Regions from separate parts of the Callithrix jacchus genome. Here region 2 is linked to region 1. The links are chromatin contacts, called in public Hi-C maps. All regions are on one chromosome and are shown on one strand. The core of a region is the stretch at or near the end of the contact, and the rest is flanking DNA. Distances in the headings are between cores, read along the strand shown.

The links. A called contact is a pair of places that touch in the nucleus more often than the background predicts.
Region 2: a contact with region 1 is called in a Hi-C map of skeletal muscle, with 6 times the contacts expected there. The contact joins two enhancer-like sites. A contact is called at or near these places in 2 of 3 Hi-C or Micro-C datasets (induced pluripotent stem cells and skeletal muscle).

Annotation. Positions count from the first base shown.
Region 1 is chr10:122,499,024-122,501,621 of calJac240_pri, reverse strand. No RefSeq gene overlaps it. Among named protein-coding and RNA genes, the nearest start is that of FRMD8, 33 kb to the right of the region's middle. Within about 2 kb of position 1,296, at least 11 of the 16 cell types and tissues checked have an H3K27ac peak or open chromatin away from gene starts, as enhancers often do. A contact at or near this core is called in skeletal muscle, where this site is marked.
Region 2 is chr10:122,544,997-122,547,594 of calJac240_pri, reverse strand. LOC144578179 (a long non-coding RNA gene) reads left to right here. Exons shown (of 3, transcript XR_013523480.1): 3 at 1-952. Among named protein-coding and RNA genes, the nearest start is that of SCYL1, 63 kb to the left of the region's middle. Within about 2 kb of position 1,289, at least 15 of the 16 cell types and tissues checked have an H3K27ac peak or open chromatin away from gene starts, as enhancers often do. A contact at or near this core is called in skeletal muscle, where this site is marked.

The sequences.
Region 1 (2,598 bases), core at 47-2,546:
GAGTCTCACTCTGTTGCTCAGGCTGGAGTGCAGTGGTGAGATCTCGGCTCACTGCAACCTCAGCCTCCCGGGTTCAGGCCCTCCCAAGTAGCTGGGACTACAGGCTACACCATCACACCCGGCTAAGTGTGTTTTTTTACTCATTTTTTGAGATGGAGTCTCGCTCTGTCACCAGACAGGAGGGCAGTGGTGAGATCTTGGCTCACTGCAATCTCTGACTCCCTGGCTCAAGTGATTCTCCTGCCTCAGCCTCCAGAGTAGCTGGGATTAGAGGCACAAGCCACCATGCCTGGCTAATTCTTGTATTTTTAGTAGAGACAGGGTTTCACCATGTTGGCCAGTATGGTTTTGATCTCTTGACCTTGTGACCTGCCCACCTCAGCCTCCCAAAGTGCTGGGATTACAGATCTGAGCCACCGTACCCGGCTTTTTTTTTTTTTTTTTAGTAGAGATGGGGTTTCACCATGTTGACTAGGCTGGTCTCAAACTCCTGGCCTCAAGTGATCTGCCTGCCTTGACTTCCCAAAGTGCTGGGATTGCAGGGGTAGCCACCGGGACCGGCCTGTCTCCAAGCCCTTTCTTATGGCTATCGCCAATCAGGGTCACTGGTCTTCTGGGTGCCTGGCCCCCTCAATCTTGTTCTAAAGTCAGGTCAGCACTGTGGTTTCCAAACTATATATAGACAGACCAGTCCCAGGAAGGACCTGGGATTTCCCAAAGGAGCCCCTAGAAAGAGGGAGCAGGAACCGGGTGAGAAAGGGTGGTGCTTCAGGCTTACACCAAGGCAGGGCAATGACAGCATTGCTACTACCACTTGGGAATGTGTTGGGCGTGTGCCCTCCATCCTCCATAGTCTGGTTCTGGAGCTGTGGCCTCCAGGGTCATTTTGGGCTCTCTGCTCACCAGACATCCCAGGCCTAGGCCCTTTTGCTCTCAGCCCTGAGGCCCCTCAGCTCAGGGCCTGCGTCTGGAAACTGCACAGTCACTGCTTGCTGGCCTGGAGCCCGCCTGCCTTTCACGCCTTACAGCCAAAGCAGGAAACAAGCTGTGCCCCCCTCCCGACTCTAAGCAGCTTCTTCCTGCAAGGCTGGAGCCTGTTCTGCCCCCACCTCTCTTGTGACCCCGGCAGGCCCTCCATCGCCCCCAGCCTTGCTTCTCCATTTTGAGGCCCTTCTTGGCCCTAACATCTCTTGATTCTGACAGTGTAGTTTTGGACATGTTGTTTTGCCTGGAACACTCTTCACCCAGTTGCTTCCCAGTCCACTGCCCCTGCTCCTTCAGGCCTCTGCCCCAAGGTGACCACTCAGCCAGCCTGACCACGCTATAAAGCGCCCCCTAACTTGATCTCCTGGAGGGAGGGGTTTCCGTCTGTTTTGCCCGGGATCACTGTGCCCTGGCACGTGACTCTGTAGTTGCTGTTTTGTAAAGGTCACTGAGCACTGTGAGCTCTGGGTAAATATTTGTGGACTGACTGAGGAAGGGCGTTCCCAGCTCAGCTTCAGCCCCACAAATGTGATAACAGATGCAGCTCTGTGGGTGCCCAGGTCAGGAGACAGGAGAGGGCAGGGCAGCAGCTGCTCTCAGTGGAGTGGGACTGCCTGGAGGGGCAAGGGAACTGGGGTGCACTCTCAGCCACACGTTGGTTGACAGAGGGATTTGAGGGAGAGGGCATCAGAGGGAGGCAGGCTCCCCCAGCCCTGGTTTATAAAGCCGAGGGGAGTGAGCATGCCCCAGGCTGTTGCACCGACAGGAGCCGACTGTCCCAACCCCAGTCCCACAGCCCTTCCTCCTTCCCAGCTGTCCTGGGCCCCCCTCCTATCCCCCACACATACTGAGCCCTCTGGCTGTTTTTAACAATTTGACCTAATGTGGACTGGCCCACGGCCTGCTTGAAGACAGGCAGGGGAGGGACCCTCAGAGGCTTCTCACTCTTGCATGTGACCCCCATCATCTCAGGCATGTGGGTGCCCTTTCCTCACCACCGCCGAGGCAGATCCAAGGGGGGCTTCCTCTGCCCAGGGCCAAGCTTCCGGCCTCGGGTTGTGCTTTCCAGGAAAGAACTTTGCCAGTGTCAGCCCCCTGCATCTGGATCTCCTGGGACTACCCCTGTTCCTTGCCATGCTAGAGCACCTGTGCATCTGCCCCTTATCCCAGGCCCTGAGTGCCCAGTCCTCCTGAGCACCACCCACTCCTTGGAGCCTTGTCTGAGCTGGCACCCCAGAACACCCTGCCCTCCTTGCCTCCTCCTGTGCCTTCACTAGCTCACTGCCACCCCTGTCTTCTGTAGCCCCATCCTGACTGTCGCAGCTCTCACTAGACCTTCCTGTTCCCTCCCTGCAATGCGGAGTGCCTGTGTCCTCACTCCTGCTCCTCTAGAGGGAAGGCCTGTGGAATGCGTGGCTGGGCCCCACAGCCCTGCCTCCCCGGGCTGCCCTGCGCCTCCAGTGGCCCCTACATCTCCTCCGACCCTCCCCACACCCCTTTTAGCCAAATAAGCAGACCCAGCTTTCCTAGGCCCCACACTTTCCCCTGTGCCAGCCTTTCTGGCCGCCTCCCCGAGCCACCCACTGGGAATCCTGGCGCCAGCTCCTCTGAGCA
Region 2 (2,598 bases), core at 40-2,539, 46 kb before region 1:
AAGACAGTCATGTTTATGACTTTGGAAATTATATCCTGTGATACATTTGGAGACTGTCTCACCAAGATGTCCAACTGGTCTCGGCTGCCAGAGGCAATTATACTTTATTGCACGTGACATTTGCCTCATAGGTTCACCTGCCTCAGGCTTCCTGGCTCCATCCTGTGACTTATTATTATGTTTTTAATAATACCCAAGTATGAGCTGAGATCACACCACTGCACTCCAGCCTGGGAGACAGCAAGGCTCCGTCTCAAAAAAAAAAAAAAGGAAAAGGGATCAGACTGCTTCGGCCTCCCAAAATCCTTGGATTACAGGCATGAGCCACCTCGCCCAGCTAATTTGTTGTTTTTAAATAACCTTGTTTACAACTTTGTAGTATTGATAAATTTTATAAACAATGTGATGAGGGAAAAAGTGAACGTGCACACGCACGCACATGCACACACACACGCACGCGCACACGCGCAGACTCTGCCTGACGCAACAACACTGTGTATTTTTCCAGACCTTTTCTCTGTCTTTATCTTTATAAGCATATTTCTGGAACTTGTGTTTGGGCGTTAAGTTGAAGTGCTTCCTCACAGGGAGTTAAGCACACCTATAAATAGCTGTGACGCATCATGGGCTGTGAAAGATGCTGCTGCTGAGGTACCCGGTGCGTTGAGAACCTGCGTCAGGGAGAGTCATGTGCATGGGTGGCTTCAGAGACAGGGTGGGGCCTTAATTAGGCCCGGAAGGATGAGCTGGGGAATAAGTTGGACAGGACGTTCCAGGGAGGACGTGGTCTTGGGGTGGGCTGATCATTTCTAAATGGCAGAACCCTGACAAAGGTGAGACTGAGCATCCACAGAGGTGCACTTATTCCCCGGCTCATCCTTCCGGGCCTAATTAAGGCCCCACCCTGTCTCTGAAGCCACCCATGCACATGACTCTCCCTGACGCAGGTTCTCAACGCACCGGGTACCTCAGCTGCAGCATCTTGCACAGTCCATGATGCGTCACAGCTATTTATAGGTGTGCTTAACTCCCTGTGAGGAAGCTGAGAGGCCCCCAGGGCCAGCATCTGGCCCATACCTTAATAAAGGCCAGGCTAAAAGTCCTGGGCCAGCCCCAGGAAACAGGAAGAATCCAGGCCGTGGACTTCCTGTGCCCCTCAGGTGGGGGCCATGGAAGAGCTCCTCTTTGCAACAGGGAGGGGATATCCATACCCCAAAAAGGTCTTCCCATAGTCCTGGAGCTGGGAGTGTGGTCGGTGCACCAGTGGCCACTGCTGTGTGGCAGACATGCTCTGTGCCTGGTACTCTTACCACTGTCCAGAGAGGGGTCCCAGAACTTGGGAGGCAGCCTCCAGCAATGAGCAGGAGCTGGCAGGGAAGGCAGATGGGCCTCCTTCGTCTCTCTCCTTAAAGTGGCATCTCTTAAAGGTGGCAGATGAATGATCTGCGGGGAATGATCTCTCCTGAGTCACAAGTACGAGACCCTGGGAGTCCTTCCAGGGGCACACACTGCCCCCTATGGAGCTGGTGCATGAGGTGCAAGCTGGGGCCCTGTAGGGAGGGCTGAAAGTGAGGCAGGACCTTCATCCCTTCAGCCTCTCCAAGTCCAGGCTGGCAGCACATAGTTTCTGCCAGGGGGAGCCAGAGGCCCTGAGATAGCCAGCCCTGGCTCCAGGTCCTGCGGCAAGGAAGTGAAAGCAGTCCTGGAATTAAGATTTCCTGCAGATGTATAAACTTTAAAAAGTTTCAGGCCAGGTGCAATGGCTCACGCCTGTAATCCCAGCACTTTGGGAGGCTGAGGCTGGCGGATCACAAGGTTAAGAGATCAAGACCATCCTGGCCAACATGGTGAAACTCTGTCTCTACTAAAAATACAAAAATTAGCCGGGCATGGTGATGCGCGCCTGTATTCCCAGCTACTCGGGAGGCTGAGATGGAAGAATCACTTGAACTGGGAGGCGGAGGTTGCAGTGAGCCGAGACTGTGCTGCTGTACTCCAGCCTGGTGACAGAGCAAGACGCCTTCTCAAAAAAAAGAAAAAATTAATTCGAGTTTTACTTCATTCTTTTCCATCTTGATGCCTTTTACTTCTTTTTCTTTCTTTCTTTCTTTTTAAAGATGGGGTTTCACCATGATGGCCAGGCTGGTCTTGAACTCTTGACCTCAGGTGATCCACCCACCTCAGCCTCCAAAGTGCTAGGATTACAGGCGTGAGCCACCGCGCCCGGCCTACTTCTTTTTCTTGCCTTACTGTGCTAGCTAGCTAGAACCTCTAATAAAATGTCGATTAGAAGTGGTAAGAGCAGACATCATTGTCTATTACTGATCCAGAGAGGAACATTATTTTTCAGCATTAAGTATGATGTTATTTGTAGATATTTTCTTTATATCTTTAATTAGTTTTTTAAAGTAGAAGCTAATGGCATCAATTCGATATCTTCTTTTCTTTTTCTTTCTTTCTTTCCTTTTTTTTTTTTTTTTTGAGACTCTGTTGCCAAGCTGCAGTGCGATGGCGCAATCTTGGCTCACTGAAACCTCCACCTCCCGGGTGCAAGTGATTTTCCTGCCTCAGCCTCCTGAGTAGCTGTGATTACAGGCG